3 separate regions of the Mus musculus genome follow, and all the other regions are linked to region 2. A link is a contact called in public Hi-C data. All regions are on one chromosome and are shown on one strand. The core of a region is the stretch at or near the end of the contact, and the rest is flanking DNA. Distances in the headings are between cores, read along the strand shown. Region 1 overlaps Mtcl1 (microtubule crosslinking factor 1). Region 2 holds the start of Mtcl1 (microtubule crosslinking factor 1). Region 3 has its middle 120 kb from the start of Mtcl1.

What was found. A called contact is a pair of places that touch in the nucleus more often than the background predicts.
Region 1: a contact with region 2 is called in a Hi-C map of myocytes, with 2.2 times the contacts expected there. The contact joins the enhancer-like site here to the promoter of Mtcl1 in region 2. A contact is called at or near these places in 7 of 39 promoter capture datasets (cranial neural crest, embryonic stem cells, epiblast stem cells and 3 more), 2 of 15 datasets of contacts at CTCF or cohesin (the NIH/3T3 cell line and embryonic stem cells), 47 of 484 Hi-C or Micro-C datasets (the 3T3-L1 cell line, the AML12 cell line, the C2C12 cell line and 24 more), 29 of 115 datasets of contacts at active chromatin or transcription factors (the NIH/3T3 cell line, VIP interneurons, cardiomyocytes and 15 more) and 3 of 9 other capture datasets (adipose tissue, liver and pancreatic islet).
Region 3: a Hi-C map of the N1E-115 cell line shows a contact between it and region 2, with 4 times the contacts expected there. The contact joins the enhancer-like site here to the promoter of Mtcl1 in region 2. A contact is called at or near these places in 9 of 39 promoter capture datasets (the 3T3-L1 cell line, cranial neural crest, embryonic stem cells and 4 more), 5 of 15 datasets of contacts at CTCF or cohesin (the NIH/3T3 cell line, embryonic stem cells, large pre-B cells and 1 more), 17 of 484 Hi-C or Micro-C datasets (3T3-L1-derived adipocytes, the N1E-115 cell line, brain and 10 more), 23 of 115 datasets of contacts at active chromatin or transcription factors (SST interneurons, a colorectal cancer cell line, craniofacial prominence and 14 more) and 2 of 9 other capture datasets (adipose tissue and pancreatic islet).

Annotation. Positions count from the first base shown.
Region 1 is chr17:66,373,170-66,376,653 of GRCm38.p6, forward strand. The region is part of intron 6 of Mtcl1 (microtubule crosslinking factor 1); the gene reads right to left. Among named protein-coding and RNA genes, the nearest start is that of Mtcl1, 75 kb to the right of the region's middle. Within about 2 kb of position 1,897, at least 18 of the 459 cell types and tissues checked have an H3K27ac peak or open chromatin away from gene starts, as enhancers often do. A contact at or near this core is called in the C2C12 cell line, cerebellar granule neurons, cerebellum and 3 more, where this site is marked.
Region 2 is chr17:66,448,035-66,451,704 of GRCm38.p6, forward strand. Mtcl1 (microtubule crosslinking factor 1) reads right to left here and starts at 1,716. Exons shown (of 14, transcript NM_172963.4): 1 at 283-1,716. The coding sequence starts at 1,311.
Region 3 is chr17:66,324,432-66,328,214 of GRCm38.p6, forward strand. No RefSeq gene overlaps it. Among named protein-coding and RNA genes, the nearest start is that of Mtcl1, 120 kb to the right of the region's middle. Within about 2 kb of position 1,395, at least 58 of the 459 cell types and tissues checked have an H3K27ac peak or open chromatin away from gene starts, as enhancers often do. A contact at or near this core is called in the N1E-115 cell line, SST interneurons, brain and 5 more, where this site is marked.

The DNA of each region.
Region 1 (3,484 bases), core at 647-3,146, 75 kb before region 2:
ATATATACACACACACATACATATACATATATATATAATTATATTTGTGTGCCTATGTGAATTATGTGTACCTGTGTATGAAGGTGTCTGCAGAAGCCAGAAGAAGGTGTTATAGTCTTTGGAAGTGGCATTATACTTGGTTGAGAGGTGCCCAATTGTGGGTGCTGGGAACCAAACTCAGGCCCTCTGGAAGAGCAGCAAGTGCTCTTAACTGCTATGGCATCTCTCCAGCCTGGTATGTTTTATGTTTTATACAGCATGACTGGGTATTTCCTATGCTGGGCACCACCCACAGCATTGGGGTCACAGCAGGAATCTGCAGCTCGGGTGTCGTCTATAAGCTTGTTTCAGGGATCTGGGTGCTGGCTTCGGAATCTGAACTCTCTCTGAGTTTCAGTGTATTAGATACTAGCCAATATACTGTATTGTTAGACATAAACCATTCCAACCCAGTTCACTGTTAAGAAAAGCATATAGCAAGATATGCTGGGAACTAAATACAAAATTCATCTATGTTTTATATGTATCTTGCACCCATAGTCTAAGGTTAATTTTATACCGTGTTTCGAATGATTCTGTGCATGATGCCTCACAGTATGGAATTTTCTATTAATGGGGTTTTGTGGGTCCCCAAAAGTTTCAGACTTTGGGGGCATTTTGGGTTTCAGTTCAGATATGTTCAATCTTATATTACTTTTGTTTTAATCTTAATAAATACTTAAAATACTATAAAGCAATAAGTCTATTTCTTCATCAACATTTGATTGCTAGCACACCTTTCTGTTAAAGCCATACTTGTGCAGGGTCACAGAGAGAGCCTTGAGGTCATCTGCAAGAATTCAGCTGTCAGGGCAGACCACGAGCACTTGAGTCTTGCTCTTTCAAGTGCCTTTCCACACACTGTCCCTTTTACTAATGAAATACTCGAACACTTGTGGTCACTCCAGTGTTACAGAGAACAAAATACGAACATGCTATGGTCAAAAAATCCCGCCTCCTGCCACACAACTGCAAACAATCACATACACTTAGGGGACATTTTCAGATGACACAAATTTCCTGTAGAACAATGAATACTTTTCTTCATCACCAGACCCCTGAGGTTTGAATTTAAAAACCTTCCTTTGGCCACTTACCTCCTTCGATCAGTACCTACAAATGAACTTATCCCGGCTTTTCTATAGTCAGTTTATTTAAGCAAACTCCAGACCCACTTGCTCAGAGGCTGCAGAGACAGTAGCTTTGGCATCGTGGCCTCCGTTGCCCGGTGTCAGCATTCTGAAATCCACCCTCCTCCCACCAGAGACTCCATCTCCCACTCATCCACACTGCTGACCTTCTGACCAGCCCCAGATAAAGCACCTTATAAATGACTCCAAGGCTTAGGGACAAAGAGCAAAGAGAAAATTGTGATCCGTCTGCTGACCAACGAGCACGTATATAGAAGAACTCTACAGCTACTCGGACCATGACTTCCTTCTGTCCTGGACACTCTCTCCACCACTTCCTTCAGACTCAGTAGATGAGCTCCACACATGTTCAAATACTTGGCATAAACCCCAAGTAGCTGTCCTGGGACTGGCATTTCACAGCTGAGACGTGGGGCACCACAGATACTGTGTGCTTCAGTGATTAAGGGATAAGGAGGAGGCGGAGGCAGAGGAGGAGGAGGAGCAAGTAAGAAGAGCCCTTTGAGAGCCTGACTCAGAAACTCGATCCTCTGGGTGCAGGCTCGGTTTCATTTAGATATGAAACCCGACCAGTGTCTGTGCCTGGCCACTTCGCAGGCCTATTTTTAAGGTGCCTTGCACATTCCACATGAAATGTCCCATACAATGCACGCTCTTAACATGAGCGAGTCTCTTGGCAGAGAAGAGTCCGGAGCACAGCGGGAGCCCACCGCCAGCATGCTCAGGGATGGACAGGTGACAGGAATATTCATCCCTCTGAATTCAACGTCTCCTAACCCTTTCAGCTGTTAGTTTCTGGCATTTGCATTCGTGAGCTCGCAGGCATGGATGGGTTCTGACTTCTGTTTTCAGGAATATGCTGACTCAGGCACACCCTGCCTTTCCTGGGTTTGGTGAAGTGTGGCACCTGAACAGCCGGCCATCTATAGCCATACAACAGGCTATCCATATGGCACCTGCTTGCTATCTACTAAGAGTGGACTTTTCTTTTTCCCCCTTGCTGCATGCAACACTGTCACTGGTGTTACTAGCAGTAATCATAGCTTAAACCCAGTCCCCCAAGGCCCCCCAAAGTTATTCGATCTTCCAAAGTAGCAACTTGCCCTCTTTCTTCTGGCCCCCAAACAGCAGCACTCCGAAGGCCAAAACTAACAAAGGTGCCTCACAAATGGGGCTGGAGAAACCTATCCTTTTAATAAGCACTTCCACCTAAATTCTGAGAGAGGTTCTTCTAATGCTGGGTTTTACCCACGGCTCCCACCCCTCCCCCCTAAGACCTCAAGACAGAGCGCTAAATAAGGGTTACACACAGGTACACGTTGGCAGTGGTTATTTAAAAGGCAACGCACGAGGGGGCAGAGACATCTGCCAGCAGGGCACATCCGAGCTGTGAGCCAGGCCTCACTCTGGATCCATGTCTACACTGGGACTGGGGTGTGGCTCGATGGTAGAGTAGCTGCTTAGCATGTACAAGGCCCAGGGTTCAACCCCAGCATAACAACAAAAAAAGTGTCCTTGTTTGCTTTACACTCCCTCCCCAGTGACTCTGGAGTCTTCAGTGCAGAGCACCTCTGTGGTGCAGGGCACCTCTGTAGTAGGGATGCCCCACTCACTCCTAGGAGCTTCCTGCTGCCTCCATGGCTGGCAGGGAATTGAGGGAGGTTGTCATTGGGGGGCTTTCCTTGCTCCTTGGAATCCCCCCACTGCACGGTCCCTTAGCAGAATGTAGGATTGCGACCAGCAAGACTATGGGAGTGACACATCAAACCAGGATGGGCAGCCTCCCCAACGGAGGACCTACAAGGAAGGACTCTTCTGACCAAAAAAAAAAAAAAAAAAAAAAACTATAGCAGGATCAGAGGCTCCCAAAAAGTTAAAGGTTTACATACTCGACCCTTTCCTATTCCTTTGTGAAGGGAAGATGTATGGTTCTTGCCCCTTCTAGGAAACATCTCCCTTGTCCTGGCCGTCTTCCATTTTCTCATTTCTTCCTTTAAAATATGTATATACCACTGAAAGGAACCTGGACAGATATTTGAAAGAATGATGGTACTATGCTAAAGTCATTGAATGGTAGCCAGAAATACAGCCATGGATAGTATAAGCTCTGGGCTGCCTGGCCCAGCTGTCTTGGAACCCTGGAGCAGGCTGAGACCATTCTGGACTCAATTCTGTTCCATAGCACTGTCTTGAGAGGAATGGGGAGGGGGACTTAGGGTCGGTCTCTCCAAAGGCCTCATTTGTGTCATCCACAGAAGAAGGGAATTAAGTCTGAAGATCAGACGTGTCCTCCC
Region 2 (3,670 bases), core at 466-2,965:
CAGTGCAGGGGTCAATGTATCCAAAACGATGTATAGCCACCCGAAACGCATCAGCAAAGACAGGCAAAACAGTAAGAGCAAAACTGGGGGAACCAGACCTACAGGTCCTCCTACAAGTTTGGAGTTAGGTTACCAGAAGCTAGCGGCTTTGGGTAGCAGTTAGGGGCAAAGAAGGGTAAAGAATTAGTGAGACCCCAGGAGACGAGCTCACATGACCCCAGGGAAGCCAGGGGATCCCGGGTCGGCTTCCGAGACACACCTGCCACCCCGGCTGCTGCTCACCTTGAGGTAGTCGTTCTCCGAGCGCAGTTCCTCCATCTCCCTCAGCAACTCCTCTTCCTCAGCCACCACCAAGAGCCGGGGCTGTTCGCCCAGGCTAGGCTCCTTGGAGGTCCCCAGAATCGTCCGCTCCGGTGGCGCTCGGCCCCCAACATCCTCCTGAGAACCGGGTCCCGGGGACCCTGTGGAGGCCCCGCCTGGGCTGCTTCGGCCCCCGAGACAGGCACTGGCGACAGGGGGCGCCGCGAGCAGGATAGGGGGCTCGGGGCTGCCCGGCGGCGGCCCGCGGGATCCGGAGCTCGGAGTGGGTGCTCCGCGTATGGGTTCCCGGTCACTGGAGCCGGTGCCCGACTCAGCGTCGCTGCTGGCGGCGGGGAGTAGGCGCTGCTCATCAGACAAGGGTTCGGAGGCGCAGTCGGAGAGATCCGAGCTGCTGTCCGTGTGGTTGATACGACAGCCAGCCACCGAGGTCACAGAGAGGGTCACGGCGGGGACCCGGGAGGCGCGAGCCGGGGGCACGACGGCGCGAGCTGGAGGCGTCCCGGGGCCGCGCTTGGTTTTGCGACCCTTCGCGACGGCAGGCGGTGGCTCGGCCCCAGTCGGCCTCCCAACCCGGGACAGTGGCTCCGCCGGCCCCGCGCGCGCCGCCCTCCTGGTCCCCGGGACGGCCTTAGCGCCGCCCGCCGACCTGGCTCCGGCGCCCGGCGGCGGCTTGTCCTTCGCGCCGGGGACTACACCGCTGCGTCGGGAGAGGCGACCGGGCGCGGCCGGGGGCCCGGGCGACGGCGGCGCCTTCCCGGCAAGGCTAGGCGAGCGAGGAGCCGCGGGAGTCGGGGCACGGCCCGCAGAGGGGGTGGCCGTGGCGGGCCGCGTGTGCAGGTCCTTGAGGAAGGGTCTGGCGGGCGAGGGTGCGCGGTGCAGCCGCCTCCTCTCGGCCAGCGGGTGCAGGTGGTGGTGGCGGTGATGCTGGCCGGCTGGCTGCGGCTTGGTGTCCGGGGCGCCGCCGCCCGCGGGGCCGTTCAGCGTCTCCATGGCCCGGGCGGCGGCTGCGATCCGCAGCTCAGGCGGCAGATGCTCCGGGCGGCGGCGGCGGCGTGCAGCCTCCCCGCGCGCCCGGTCATCACTGACCCCCTGCCCCGCCCGGCGTGCACCCTGCGCTCCCGCCGTCCCCTCCCCCGCACTCAGCCGACCCGGGGGAGTGTGTCCCCTCGCTCAGGTCAACGGCGCTCGGATCCTCCTGGCACAGCCGCCACGGCCGCTCGCATCCCCTGCACCGTGCGTTCAGAGAGCTGAAGTGGCCGCCACCGCGGCCTCGCACAAAAACACTTGTCTGGCGACGCGCGCCCGGCTCCCGAGTTCCGCTCCCCGCCCACTGCCAGTCCGCGGGGGATCGGCAGCCACGGCTTCTGCTCGGCTGCTCCGGCGGAGAGAAGCTGCTGCACGCGCGTCCCCCTCCGTCCCCAGCCCGACGCGCACGCCCCGCCTCCTGCTAGCGGGACGGGGAGGGGGCGGGGCGGGCAGGAGGCGGGGCTGCAGCTCGGGGGACGCGGGAGACGCAGAGCCCGAGTGCCCACGCGTCCACGCAGCAGAGGACCACTCTTTGCCTTTGGATGTACTGGGGCTACCACCCTGAGCCGGCTAGGAAGGGAAGAAGCTGGGGTGAAGGGAGGGAAGAGGGCGGGCATCGGCCACTTGGGGACACTTCAGGTGCAGGCGGGGTAGAGGGCCCCTCTGCGGTGGGTGCCAGCCTTCTCTCTGTTCCACCCAGCCCCCTCTATCTGACTCCTGCCTCCCCTCTTCGCTTCGCTGCCCACCGCTCTCCCCAGAGCTTCTTTAAGGATTCCTGGTACCGGATGCAGCGTCAGGACCGACACAGCGCTCCACAGTTGGCACCCCCAGTGGCCTGGGCAGCTCTGAAAGGGAGGAGCCGCTGTAGAAATCGGAGAAGCAGCTCGTCAAGCCGGGGTCTGAAAGGGAGCTCACATTTATAGTTCCGGCGACCTTGCTCCAGGCACTGCTTCTACTCGCATGATGACAGTCCCGAATTCGAAATCCTGTTTTCAGAAGGAGACATGGGCACGAGGAAGTGAAGTGGCTTGTTTGAACTCCGGGGCTGAGCGGGGATTCAAACCTAGGTCTACCGGAGTCTCAGCAGTACACGTTTGCCTTAGAGCACCAAGGAGCCTGAGGGTTCCGCTCCGTGGGCAAGGTACTTGACCTTTTGGGTCTCCGATTCCCGCCTCACCTGTAGAATCAGAGAAAACCGAATGTAGATGTATTCTGATTAACTGAGCAAAGAGAAGGACTCACCCGTCCACTGTAAAGTGCTTTTGACAGATGTTCCGTGTGGTTTATATCCCAGGCTTTGGATGTTGGGCAATAAGCGCCCCGAGGACAAGTCTAAGTTGTCCTCTATCTAGATTCGGGATTTGGGGAGCAGGGATGAACAAGAAGAAGACGCCAGCGGGGAAATCCTGTGTGTTTCCTGAAAGATGCTGGTCTTGAAGTTCACAGCACAGTTAAGTGGGACAGGGCTTAGACCTAAAGCTGTGGAGTGGAAAGTGAAGGATTCTGGTTGATCTTATTTGCTGAGAAAGATCCCAGAGCCGCAGGGTGGGGCAGAGGGCATGGTGTGGGTGACTGCATCCCGAAGCACGAGGAGAGTACAGACTTGAAATGTTAAAGGAAAATTGTACTCAAAGTCCGTGGTCTTAACGACAGAATGGCCTTCCGTAGCCCGAACCGTCAGAAGCTGCAGGAAATGGCTTTTTTTTTTTTTTTTTTTTTTTTGATTATAAACCAGAAGATAGAATGTCTTGTTGGGGCTTGAGCTCAGATCCTATTGAAACCTTCCGACACAATTTGCACTTACAGGCCTGGACTTTGCGAGTCACTTTTGTGAAAATCTTCTGAAAGTGAGGCACACCCTATATAATCCGTAATAAGTACCTTTTGAGACCTGCCCCTTGAAGTGCTTGGAGGCCGGCAGGCACGCTTGACTAACTGTGTCCACGAGACTGTGTCCACGAGAGGGCGCTCCAGCGTTCCCCTCCAGTACCAACGTGAGGAGTCAAAATCCCCTGCCAACCCTCACATTCCTGAAGAAGTATGACCAGGACTCTTAACATGTCACCTTTTCAGACCATACACAGTCATGAAGAGTCCACCCAAAAGTGTTTCAGTAAGTCTTCCAAAAACTTGCCGACTGGGACCCAACTTCCTTTCCCTTAAAAAGGACAACGTTCCTCCTTATTAGCATCACTCAATACATACAATACATGGAATACAATACATACAATAGCATCTAGCCTGAGGAGTCGGTACTCCTTTGTTTTCCTGACTTTAAAGAGACACGGGCTTGTTGGGTTCATGGATGGCTCACTGGAAAAGC
Region 3 (3,783 bases), core at 145-2,644, 120 kb before region 2:
CTCACCCTGAGAAAGGCTCTGAACAGGACTTGCATCCCAAACACCCAGTGTAGTTACTGTCCACAAAATAAGGATTATCTATTAGTTTAATCCAATGTCTGAGTGGTTTTCTCTGGTGGATGCTTCACAATAAAACCACTGCAGATCCTGGCTGAGTTTGTCTTCATGGTCCACCACAGTACTGGGTCACAGCTTGAGGCCATGTCAACAGAGCTTGCAACACGGGTACTAGCATCTTCAAATTCTATCACACACACACACACACACACACACACACACACACCTAAGTAAGAGTGGATTCTATAGCAAATGACAAGCTGCACGGTTTAGGGGTTGGTGATGAAGCCGAAAGCTACATAGGAATCAGAACTTGCTTTCTTCTGATTTCTGTCACGTGTCTAGCCCACAGCATACCACCCAGAACAGGGTAGAGCTAAAGTACTTGATGAGTGGTTGTATAACAGGGCTACTACAGGCTCTGGGGTGGACTTCTTCTCTTTAAGATGGAAGGAGGTATCAGGTCCTAGGGACTCCAGCCATGAACCCTGGCATGCTACCATTTAGGCAACATCACATGAACAGGATGACAGAGAATCACCGCCTAGACCCAAATTGTCACCACTGAGCCCCCAGAGTTTTCACCTGCATCCCTGGCTCCCCTTTCCCAGTCTACAGTAACCACCATTTCTGCATAGCTCAGCATCTGAGGGTCCATGTGAGAGCAAGGTCATGTGCTTTTTGTCTTCCAGTGCCTCTCTAACTCTGTGAGGATTCCCGGGTTAGTCCACATTGTCAAACGGGATGGGATAGCCTGTTTTACATCTTCCTTACATTGCAATGTACTACCCCACCCTCTCACCCCACCCCGGTGCTACCAGAAACATCACATATAAGAACACTGGGTACACCTAAAGTTTCGGGAGGGTCTGTTGAATTTGTGAGAGCTCTGTTTGGTGGGCAGACTAACTCCCCCTTTGCCTTAAGGGCTCAGGGTACAGAGTGCCTGCAGAGACATGGTTCATCAGTTCATAATTCCCGTGTGGATGGCAAAGTACCTCACCCTCCTTTCACTGTCTGTGACACAGCATTATGCCGGTGGAGGCTGGAAATAGAAACCAGCCTCTACAGGCCAGGGTGCCTGCTGGGACTGCCACCTGCCCTGACGTGCACCCAGCAATTCCTCCCAGATCTCTCACTGAAGCCAAGGTAGGGGTTCTGACGCACATGCCTCCGGGCTGCAGCTTATCTCCCAGCTAATGCGGGATTTAAACCCCGTTTTGCCTTCGATGAGATGCCAGTGTGATGGATAATCATCTGCCGGCTGCTGGGAAGAGTGACATCCGCATCTGTGTTGCTAGGCAACAAGATGCTCCCCTTCCTGTGCATCACTGGGTGGCTCTGAGCATCACTGACTTCCCTGTCAGCAGCATCCCACATCTGATGCTGTGCTCAGGAGCCTCCAGCTAGCTGCCGTGCCTTGACCAACAGGGATGCACTTGGCTGCCTGTCTGATCTCATGGACAAGAGTTAACATGGATTGAATCTTGAAACTGGTCCTTGGATACTTTATGGGCCACTGATGTCCTTGTTACAGGGAACTGAATTTCATTTCTAAAACGATCTGCTTGGTTCTGACTCCTCCCCTAAGTGGGTCAGGGTAATTTTAGACAAGATCTTTAGAGGCTCTAAGAATTCAATTCGATTTGGAATTGACTTTTAAGGACATAGTGTTCTCACGGGAAGATGCCCCCAACATGTTATTTTGAGCTCTTGAGTTAACTAGCTGTGCTCTGGGACTGTCCTCCTTCAGGTTCTCAGCAGTGCCAGTAAGTGGAAGCAGCCCCTTCCATGGCCAGTAGATCGGAAACATTTCCTGGACAGAAATCCAATCGCTCTGTGTCCTCTGAGAACTCTGGTGGGAGGCGTACCAACTCTGCAAGCTCATCCATCCCTGACCCCTGCAGGACAGACTCTGCCTCAGCAAGGCTGCGGGGGCCCCAGAATTCCTATATGGAATTCAGGGATTTGTTCTAATTTAAGAGGGATTAGGAAAGTCCTGGAGATGGAGGTCTCACTTTACCTAGCAACCAAATGCAGGAGAGATGGGATGACAGCCACCTACATGGGGACCACCTACCAAACCCAGTGGTTTTTCCCTTGCCCAAAGTCAGGGTCTCAACTGTCTCACCAGGTTCCTGGGTGACAGACTGACGGCCCACTGCTAGTGGTGAATACATGTTTTAAGTAAACAATGGGAAGCTATGGTTCTGCTGAAGGTGCAGGGCACCCTGGCCCTAAGGATACACACTCCGTTTTATGCTGAGTCAGAGAGACAACCTTTAAGGCATATGCTGCAGTTGGGGGTCTGATGGTCCCTCCAAAGCCCCTGTGATGCAGACCTCCTGGCCAGCAGGTGGCACTAGTGAGAGATGGTGGGAGCTTGGGCAGGTGGGAGGAAGTTAGGTCACTGGGGCTGAACAGGTCCAGTGAGTTACTGGACCTTATTCCTTCCTTCCAGCCATAATGCAGGCAAAGCTCTCCTGTGCACTCTGGCCATGATGTGTTGTTCCACGACCAGTGCTAAGCGACGGGCAAGCATGGACTAGAGAGTCTCTGAAATCAGGAGTCTAATCAATATTTCCTCTGTGTCACTGACTGTCTTGGGTGTTTTCATCTGGGACAGAAAGCTGGTGGTGTGGAAGTGCCTTGGGCAATTACCTCTCCATAACCATTCGGCAGGTGTAAACACTGAGTTTGTGCAACCTTCTCCACTAAGAGTGCTCTAAGGTTTAACAGGCTATGATCCCTTGAGAAATGGCTCCCATGGCAATTAAAGAAACAAGCATCATTAGCTATTGTTTTTCTGGGAAATAAAGAAAGGGGATTTTAGTCAAAGAGGTCATTTGTGGCCCTTTTGCAACCCTGAGAGAGATGAAGTGAAGTCAATGAAATTCAAGGCAGGTCTTAAGTCTATGCAGCTGTAGAGGAACCAGAAAGTCCTCAGATTCACACAGTAGCTTCAATGTGTCTCTTAGTGGGGCCAGTTCAACTGCTAGGGACAGTGTGCACTGGTTGTCCCTTCTTGGAGGAGGGAGGGTTAGTTTGCTAGAGCCAGAAACATCTCAGTGGTTAGTATAAACTCAGTGTGACTTCTGGCTCTGCCCATTATAACTGAATGTGGTGGCTGGTTTTACATCCACTTGACAAAAGTTAGAGTCAGTAGAGAGGACGGAGCCTCAGTAGAGGCAATGTCTCTGTAAGATCAGGATGCAGGCTAGCCTATAGAATATTTTCTTAATGTCGGAGGGCCCAGCTCACTGTGGGTGGTGCCATCCCTGGGCTGGTGGTCTTGGGTTCTATAAGAAAGCAGGCTGAGCAAGCCAGGAGGAGCAAACAAGTAAGCAGCATCCCTCCATGTCTTCTGTGTCAGTTCCTGCCTTCAGGTTCCTTTCCCGACTTCCTTTAATAATGGATTACAATGTGGAAGTGTAAGCCAAATAACAACCCCCCGCCCCCACCCTGTCCAGGTTGCCTTGGTTGTCAAGGTGATTGAGGGCTGGTTAAGAGCACTTTCTGCTCTTCCTGAGGACCCAGGTTCATTTCCCAATACCTACATAGAGGCTCATAACCATCTACAAGTCCGGTTGCAGAGGATCTGATGCCCTTTTTCTGACCTCCTGGGATACTAGGCACAAACTTGGTGCATACATACACTCAGGTCCACACATATACACATAAAATAAAACAACAACAGTAAAGTAATGGAGAGCATTGAATGAATGA